Linked DNA regions of Mus musculus: region 2 is linked to region 1. A link is a contact called in public ChIA-PET data. All regions are on one chromosome and are shown on one strand. Each heading gives the region's core, a stretch centred on a gene start, on an enhancer-like site or on the middle of the called end of the contact. The rest is flanking DNA. Distances are from core to core; before and after follow the strand shown.

The links. ChIA-PET counts read pairs in DNA pulled down with a chosen protein or histone mark.
Region 2: an RNA polymerase II ChIA-PET map of effector CD8 T cells shows a contact between it and region 1, with 8 read pairs. The contact joins the promoter of Cyp2r1 here to the promoter of Rras2 in region 1. A contact is called at or near these places in 3 of 39 promoter capture datasets (liver, neural stem cells and pre-B cells) and 2 of 115 datasets of contacts at active chromatin or transcription factors (effector CD8 T cells and large pre-B cells).

Annotation. Positions count from the first base shown.
Region 1 is chr7:114,115,340-114,119,991 of GRCm38.p6, reverse strand. Rras2 (related RAS viral (r-ras) oncogene 2) reads left to right here and starts at 2,211. Exons shown (of 6, transcript NM_025846.2): 1 at 2,211-2,596. The coding sequence starts at 2,489.
Region 2 is chr7:114,559,498-114,564,371 of GRCm38.p6, reverse strand. It overlaps Cyp2r1 (cytochrome P450, family 2, subfamily r, polypeptide 1), which reads left to right and starts at 1,400. Exons shown (of 5, transcript NM_177382.4): 1 at 1,400-1,639. The coding sequence starts at 1,415.

The DNA of each region.
Region 1 (4,652 bases), core at 962-3,461:
TCGGCGGGTCTCGGACCAAGATCGCAGCAACTGTTCTTAACCTCTGATCTCTGACCCCTACCTCTTTTTATTTTTTGTGACAGGGTCTCACTATGCAGACCTAGCTGTCCTAGAACTCAAGATGTGGAGCAGGCCGGCCTTAAATTCACAGAGACTCACCTACCCACCTCTGCTTCCTGAATGCTGGGATTAAAGGCATGTACCACCATACTTCATATTTTTCAGTGTTTTTTTTTTAAGATTTATTTATTTATTTATTTTATGTGTATATGAGTACACTGTCACTGTCTTCAGACACACCAGAAGAGGGCATTAGATCCCATTACAGATGGTTGTGAGCTACCATGTGGTTGCTGGGAATTGAACTCATGACCTTTGGAAGAACAGCCAGTGCTCTTAACCCCTAAGCCAACTCTCCAGCCATTTCTGTGTTTTTAAATTAAATTTACAAGATGGATACAAAGTAATAGGTAAGCTTCATTATGGCATTTCCATACACATGCACTATGACGCTTCATTCAAATTTGCCCCTCCCCTATACTGCCCTCCCAGGACCCTCCTCCTTCTCTCTGGCTGGTTCCCTTCTGGATTCAGGGGCACTTTTGTTTGGTATGTATACACAGCCATCTCATGGTAATCAATTTTCACTTGACTCCCAGGAGAGAGTTAAAAACTGTGTGGTCTTTTACGCTGTGGCCTCGGAAGCCATTCTGTATCTCCCCTACTGTATTCTACTGGCTTCATTCAGGGCACGAAGTGTTCAAGAACTGGAGGGCATATTGTAAAACCACCATGCTTAGCCCACACTGTATTAAGCACTGCGTTTCTTTGTGTATATATGTGTTTGGGTGGGATGTCTGCTCGGCAGTGAAGGAACTGTGGAGGGCAGAGAACAAGTGTTGGGGGTTGCTTTTCTCCCTGCCTGTGGGTCCCAAAGATCAGGTCGGTAGGCTTGCGGGTGCGCCATCCACTGGCTCGGGCCCTTATTTGAGAGCTTATTTGGAAGCTGAGGCACAGAGCTTAAGTTCCCATCGCTATGCCATTAGCAAAGCAGGCAGGATTTGAACCAGTGTACCCTCTGAGAAGACCACAGCCTCCATCTTACGTGGCCTCTATAGAGATATCCCTACCACATCCAAGTCACACACAGTGAGTTTCTATTTATATCTGCAAGCTTGTAAACTCCCCCGAGAACGTTCAAAACCACACAACAGAATGTGTCCTTTTGCCATCTCTGGCTTCTGCATATCATGGTTTTCTTTTCTCTCTTTCATTCTTCCTATCTTTTCAGACTAGGTCTCACTCTTCCAGCCCTGGCCTGGAACTCACTATGTAGGTCAGGCTGGCCTTGAACTCTTTGAGCTTCCAGAATACTGGAACTAAAGGCGTGGGTTACCACACACGGCTCAGCTTGGTTTTCTTTCCCTGGAATACTTTTCTCCCATTCACTCATCTGTTTACAAGATTATTCCTCGGGTCTTTGGGAAAACCTTCTCTGACTAGCCAGCTCTGGGGTAAGTGCACCTTGGACCTCAGTGCTGAGCAGCTGTTGTTCTTACAATTATGTCTCACAAGGTGCCTATTGTCCCGGCTGCCTCCTCCTCTGGACTCTAAGGGCAAGGGCCTGATCATGTTCGTAGAAGCTGTGCTAGCAAGGAACACGCTCCTCCTAAAAAACATGTCACCAACCTGCAAATTTCTCACGACCCTCATACACAATTATCACACATTTTTTCACACATAGACATAGGAACAAAGATGTTACGCCCCAGATCTGTCCACATGCACTGTGGCCCCGTGCAAGCTCAATCACTACCCACTCTCTCACTGTCACTAGACTATCATATGTTCAGGTACCGCTACAGGTCTCATTTTCTTCAATCGCTGCCTTATACTTTTTTTTTTTTTAAACAAATACAGTCACCATCTGCATTCCGAAAACAGGGTATGGAGTTGAGTGAATATGACAACAGTTCTATTTTTCATCCACGCCATCACAGGCTGTTTCTTTCATGAACACGATCCCTGATTTATGCAATCACTGTCACCGCCGTCCATCTTCCCGGTTTCTTCCTTCTCCTCCCGGTGCTCTGAGGGCAGGTCTGCAGGGTCTGCTGCCTAGGGCGCTCCAGAGTCTCCGCCTGGGCGGGCGCGGCCTAGCCCCGCCCCCTCATGCATATGTAGTACCCCAGCCCAGCGGCCCGGCCCCCAGACGGCCATTTGTAGCGGTGCCGAAGGCTGCGTTCGGCTGCGCTGCAGATCCGCGAAGAAGAGCGCGCTCCCTGGCCGCTGCGTCCTCTGCCCTGGAGCCTTCCCGGCTCTCCAGCGTCTCGGGCAACTCCCAGCCGGTCCGAGGGATAGCGCTCCGCGGCCCTCCAGGCCACTCACGGACCCCGCGCGCTCTACCGCCTGTAACCCAGCCGGCCGCACTCGTCCCCGGAGCCGGGCCTAGGGCGCGCGGCGGCCGGGCTGGGCTCGGGGCGTCCCGATGGCCGCGGCCGGCTGGCGCGACGGCTCCGGCCAGGAGAAGTACCGGCTCGTGGTGGTCGGCGGTGGCGGCGTGGGCAAGTCGGCGCTCACCATCCAGTTCATCCAGGTGCCTGGAGACGGCCTGCGGGGTGGCGGCGGCGGCGGGGTGGCGCTACCTGTGGCCGCGGCGACCCCGCCCGGGGCGCGCGGGTGCGGGGCTCCGGCGCGTGCGGTGCGCGCGGGTGCGGTTTGCGCGGGGCCAGGGCGCGCGGCTGCGAGGGCAGGAACAGTGAGGAGTCGGCGCTGCGCTCCTGCCCTGCGGCCACGGCGCCGCGCTACTGCCCGCCAGGCGCCCGGCGCGGCGTCCGGGGAGTCGGGCTTCTCAGGAATGTGGCCCGGAGGGCGGAGCTGGCCGGGTGGGAAGCGCAGTTCCACCTTATCACTGCGGTCAGGGCGGGAGCCCGCGGGTTGCAGCCGCGCCGCGGTGCCGGGCTTCCTGCCCTGAGGGCCGGAGTGGGGACCCCGCGCCTGCCTCGGTGGCAGCGCTGGCCCGGGCTACTTGGCGGCGGCTTCGCGCCGCCGGCTCCCAATAGTGTTTTCTCTTTGTGTGTGTTTGAGCTTCTCTTACAAGTAGTCTGTTTGGTGGTACGTCCGGGTGGGAGTGTTTGATCGTGCCCTAGGGAAATAATGGCTTCGAGGAAGTTAAAAATGTGCTTTGATAGGGGCGAGACCATTTCCTTGGAATTCCCGGTGCCTGCCTGCTTCGCGCTTAGGTGAAGTTTGGGGTGAGCCCCGCTAGGAGGGGACGAGTATGAGTTGTGTGTTGCACCCTTCTCCCCCCCCCCCCCTATTTTCTGTTTGCTGGAGGAGGAAAGTCGGGTTGTGGCAAAGAAAAGGAAGGTGAAATTTGTCTTTAGATTTTATTCTAGGTTAAGACGCCCGAGTGATTTTCCTTTCTCTTCTTTTTGATTTTTAAAAGCAAATGCAGATCTCCTTGCTTTTGTCACCCTGAAAGGCGTGGCATATGTTGGGAAGAGAGCGCAGGTACCCTGCTAAGTAACAAAGGTATTTTTACTGTATTAAAGAGGACGGGTAGCAAAATGTTTTTGTGTGTGTGTGTGTTTGTTTTGTTTCACCCATTTGTTGAATTGATAGAGTTAAATAGCTTATTTTATTTCGATGTAACTGTGGTGTTTATAGTGTTATTAAGACGCACAGTTCCATAACCTAAATGATAATTTTCACATCGCGTGAATGAACAGTAGCTGCTCCTGTAGTAATTCATGGAATTAAAAAAGTGCTGCTCAACTTTTGTATTCAGAGAGGATGCTTATGTCATGAGCGTTGACAGTATGCTCAGTGGCGGTGGCAGCGGCAGCGGCTGCAATGGTGGGGGGCGTTGGTTTATGTTTACCAGTCTTCAGTCTGGCTTTTTGGCAGTTGTTATTTGCCTGGGACCAAAAGAGACTTAAGTGGCTGACAGCAAAACAAGTCACAGCTAAGTCTCCCTGGTGGCTGGTTTTGGAGGGAACCAAGAAGGCAGAGGATGGTCCTGGGTCCCAGAACCGGTGGATAACATTACTTAGATTTAAGTCAGAAGCATTTAAGTTTTTGAGGGAAGGACTATCTGAATATGATTGTTTCCACAAGTTAGGGTATTTGCGAAATAGTTTAAAAAACCCTTACACTCCAGGTGATTACTGTCTTCCTCAGGACCTTCTCGAATTCATTTGTTGACGACTTTGTGAGTAGTCTGGTATCTAGAGGCTCAAAAATGAGGTCAAGTAAAGACATGCATGGCCATGATGTATGCAGATAAGGACCTTTGAATTCTACAGACTTGAATATGTGCCTTTGGTTTATTGGCTATGAAAACACCCAAGTAGCTTTTCTGTGCCTCAACTTTCTTACTAGTTAAATAGCTCTCAGTACATGTCCTTTATAACTTTTGCATTATGAGAAAGATCTTCGAGTTGTGTTGAACATGCAATGTGTACTGTGTTGATAATAGTCACTTTAGTAAGTGTGAGAGATGAGACCTTTAGATGCAAGGGGATTTGAAGAAGTCAGTGTTGGAAGGCTTCAAAGATGCACTGTGGGGCTGGGGATGTAGCTCAGCGTAGAGTGGTTTGTCCAGTGTGTGGAAAGCTCTGCCTTCGAGCCCTAGTGCCAGAAAAAGAGCA
Region 2 (4,874 bases), core at 151-2,650, 450 kb before region 1:
TAGGCTGTACTGGGAGAGTCTGTACTCCCTACTAAGGTAGCAGGGAAAGAAGAAATAATTCCTTAATCAACACAAATTGGAGAGTATTCCTGGAATTGAAATTAATCTGTTTTTAAAATAAACAATGGAAGGGACTCCCTCCTGAATGGAGTACCTGTATTGTACAGCAGCTGCAGCCAAACTAGATACTTCAAGCCTTAAAATGATGTGAGAGAAGAAGGCGGGGCTGATATCAAGTATGTAGCAGGCAATGAACGCTCCTGCTGCTTCACCGTTACTGTTTCCCAAGGGCAACCTCAATATCCATCCTGTGAAACTGAAGGTTTAGTTTAGTAATAACATCTCACCATTATTTTTCTAACCTACTAGGCGATTAATAATAAAGTTAAGGAATATTTCAAGATAAAATATCAAGCATTTTAACAGTAGGTGGGTTGTCTATGGATGGAGATCCTGAAAAACACTGTAGGAACTTTGTTATTCTTTTCCAGCCAAGTATCTTCGATGTATAAGACACATGCACTGTGCAGGCATTCAATAAATAGTAGCATGAATAAAACTTAAGGTAATGAGAACTGGTGAACTTTTGCCAGTGCTGAATCATAATCAGAGGGCAGGTTGTTGGGAGTCTCAAGTCCTGCCGGTCCTGTGTTGCAAGTAATTGCCCAATAGAAAACAGGAATGTGGGCTGAACTAACGACATAAAATCAGTGCCTCTGCCTCAGTAGGAGACAGAGAACCTGAATAGTCAGTGCTATCCCTGAAAAGAGAGGCCTCTGAGATTATAAATAAGAAACCAATGGGGGCTTGGGAGAACAAAGAAGGGTGAAAAGATAGGTGACTAGAACTAATCAGAATCCTCAAAGGGTCCACCGAGAAATGGCTCATAACAAACAGTGAAATTGCAGACAGAGTGAAGCAAAATACAATAAGGTTATTTCCTTTTCCTCTTGATATGTGGACTCGCTAATGGAAGTGCTGGTTATTACCAGACTCGGTTAAAGAATGCAGTTCTAATCTCTTCCCTATCCGTAGACTGAAAATAAACAGACCAGGCAACGTTAGACACTCTTTAAGGACAGACGTCCAGAGAACTAAGATGCACCGAGCCCAGAGAGCGAAGTTCACATGACCAACCTACTGACAACATTCCGGAAAAGGGCCCTAGGGCTCCGTGCCCGTTATGCGGTCCTCACCAAGAGCCAAGCCAAACCCAAAGGTTTACAAACGGACTCTGAGCAAAGCAGATCTGGAGCTGGCTAACCCAAAGGACCCTGAGCCCACACTGAATGAACCAATGGCCGTAGAGATAAGGCGGGCCGTCGAGGCGCCGGGCCAATGGGAGTGCGGCAGGGCTGGTGGGTGCGCCCCTGCCTCCTCGCTCCGGACTGGTTCGTAGCCCAGCCCGGGGCCGATGTTGGAGCTACCGGGAGCCCGGGCGTGCGCTGGGGCGCTCGCGGGCGCTCTCCTGCTGCTGCTCTTCGTGCTGGTGGTCCGCCAGCTGCTGAGGCAGAGGCGACCGGCGGGCTTCCCCCCGGGTCCTCCGCGGCTGCCATTTGTCGGCAACATCTGCTCCCTGGCCTTGTCGGCCGATCTTCCCCACGTCTACATGAGGAAGCAGAGCCGGGTGTATGGCGAGGTAGGCCTCAACGCGGACCTTCCTCTCGTCAGAAGGAACCACTCAAGCGAAGCCGGCTTCGAGGGCCGCGCCTCCTACAGGAAGCCGCCTCACCAATACCACGCCAGAGGCGCTTCGGCTTGAGTTTCCCGCCCACAGATCAGCATGTGCTTCTGCGCTTGCGCTGTGTGGCCTGTACTCTCTGGAGATGCCAGCCCGTAAGCTGCCACTGACAGAAACTTAACGGCCCCGTGGGCCCTGAGCTTGAGGGAAAAATCAAGATGCAGTGAGTTTCTAGGACAGTTAGTGGTCAGTATTGTAGGCTGCTGATTAAACCATGGTTTAAAAGATTTAACGCTAAAAATTAAAATTGCCCTTTAATTTTCTGAATCCTCAATTTTCCTCATCAGAGTAATTAGAATGATACCCAAAAGCAGTAAGAAGCTACCCAACTGTATTGCCTACTATATATGATTTTGGTTACTATGTGTGAAAAATATCTTCATTTAGTAGTGTTAGGGATTGACTGTAGGGTTTGGCAAGTTAAGTGTTTACCACTGAAACACACAGCCAATATAATAGAAATGTATTATGCCTCCAAATCTAAAATTATCTTTAAACCAGTTGATTTGAAATGGTTTCTCATTGAATAGGAAATTAAAAATTTTTACATAAATATTTGAACTGAAAGGAATTATTTACTATGAATATTCATATAGGACAAGTAATGTAAGTCTGTTCGTTAAGATAAAATTAAAATTAAGTGTTTGGAAGACTGTCATTAAGGAATAGGTTGATTGGATTCAATTGATTAGAATTTGGCGTAAATAATTTTGTTTCTGGTACACTGAGGAAACTGCATTGTTTACAGTGATGACCACTTACTGCACATCAGATAAGCCTGACCTGTGTTGATAGCTTCAAAGTTGCAAGGAGCAAAACTGAAAAGGATATATGTATTTCAGAGTAAACATTGTATTGCAAGGCTTAATAACCACCAAACATTAACTCTTTATAAACTACTGCTGCATTTGATCTTTATTCTAGCTATAAAACAACCCTGAAGATTTCCATTATCTTAGAGATATTTCCCAATTTTTGACAGTTTCAAAATTAGTATAAATTGTTAAAATACGAACCATTTTTTGTAGAGTAGAAGGAGACTGTTATTTCAGAAAGGTTATAGGAAGCAGTTCATAGAAGTTTTTTTTTTTTCTTTTTTTGACTTTTTTCTTTTTTTCCTTTTTTTTTATTATTATCATTCCATTAGTTTACATCTCAAATGATATCCCACTTTCCAGTTACCCCCTCCACCAACACCTCATCCCATGTTATCCCATTCCTGGTTACTTCACTGCCACCACCACCCCCTCCACATCTGTCCTCCCCACTCCTTTTTGCCTGTATGAGAGTGCTCTCCCACCCATCCACACTTTCCTGCCCCACTGCTCCAGCATCCCCCAACTCTGGGGCATCAAACTTCCCTGGGACCAAGGGCCTCCCTTCCTATTGCTGTCAGGCAAGGCCATCGTCTGCTACAAATGTATCTGAAGCCATGGATCCCTCCAGGTACACTCCTTAGTTGGAAGTCTAGACTCTGGGAGAACTGGGTGGTCAGGCCAGCCTATGTTGTTCTTCAAATGGGATTGCAATCCCCCTGAGCTCCTCCAGTCCTTCTGCCAGCTCCCCCACCAGGTTCCCTGAGTTCAGTCTGATAGTTGGCTCCAAGCATCCACATCTGTATTGGTCAGTTGCTGGCCAGACCGCCCCAGGAACTGCCACACTTAGTTTCTTTCCACAAGTGCCCCTTGAACACAGCAACAGTGTTGGGTTTGGTGTCTGCAGACTTGATGTACTCCCCAGGTGGGGCCATTCCCGGATTAGCCCTTCCTTCAGTCTCTGTTCTGTTTTTCTGTCCCTGTTCTTCCTTTGGACAGGAACATTTCTGGGTTAAAAAAAACTTTGAGATAGGTAGGTAGCCCCATCCCTCAAACAGGGGCTGTGCATATCTACTGGAGGTGGTCTCCACAGGTTCTATATCCCCCTTCTCTGCACTTTATGGCTAAAGTCGATCCTGCTGGGTCCTGGGAGCCTCCAGTGGCTGTCTCCAGTTTCTCATCCCCTCTGCTACCTATTTTTATTCAAATCCTGATCCTCTATACCTCTCTCATGTCTCCTCCAGATTCTGATACTGTCACCGTATTCTCTCCTCCTCCTTTCTCCCTCGCTTGCCCCCCTCTCCTTCCATCTCCCACAATCGTCCTGTTCCCCCCTCAATGCAGGACTGTAGCATCCACCCCCTGGTCTTCCTTCTTTGTAGGCTGCATATGGTCTGTAGGTTCTATCATAGGCATTGTGAGCTTTTGGCTTAGTATCCACTTATTAGTAAGTACATACTATGTGTGTTCTTTTGTGTGTGGGTTACCTCACTCAGGATGATATTTTCTAGTTCCATCCATTTGCCTGTGAATTTCATGAAGTCATTGTTTTTAATAGCTGAGTAGTACTCCATTGTGTAAATGTACCACATTGTCTCTGGAGTCAGCCTTCTTGAGTTCTTTGTATATTTTGGGTATTAGCCCTCTATTAGATGTAGGATTGGTAAAGATCTTTTCCAAAGCTGTGGGTTGCCATTTTGTCCTATTGACAGTGTCCCTTGCTTTACAGAAGCTTTTCAGTTTTATGAGGTCCCATTTGTCGATTGTTGCTCTTAAAGCATACGCCATTGGTATTCTGTTCGAAAGTTTTCCCCTGTGCTCAAGTGTTTGAGGCTCTTCCCCACTTTCTCTTCTATTTAGATTCCGTGTATCTGGTTTTATGTGGAGGTCCTTGATCCACTTGGACTTGAGCTTTGTGCAAGGAGATAGGTATGAATCAATTTGCATTCTTCTACATGAAGACCACAAGTTGAACCAGCAGCACCATTTGTTGAAAATGCTGCCTTTTTTCCACTAGATGGTTTTAGCTTCTTTGTCAAAGATCAAGTAACCATAGGTGTGTGGGTTCATTTCTGGGTCTCCAATTCTATTTCATTGATCTATTTGCCTGTTTCTGTACCAATACCATGTAGTTTGTATCACAATTGCTCTATAGTATAGCTTGAGGTAAGGGATGTTGATTCCTCTAGAAGTTTTTTTTTTTTTATTGTTGAGAATATCCTGGGTTTTTTGTTATTTCAAATGAATTTGAGAATTGCTCTTTCTAAGTCTGAAGAATTGAGTTGGAGATTACATTGATATGTAGATTGCTTTTGGTA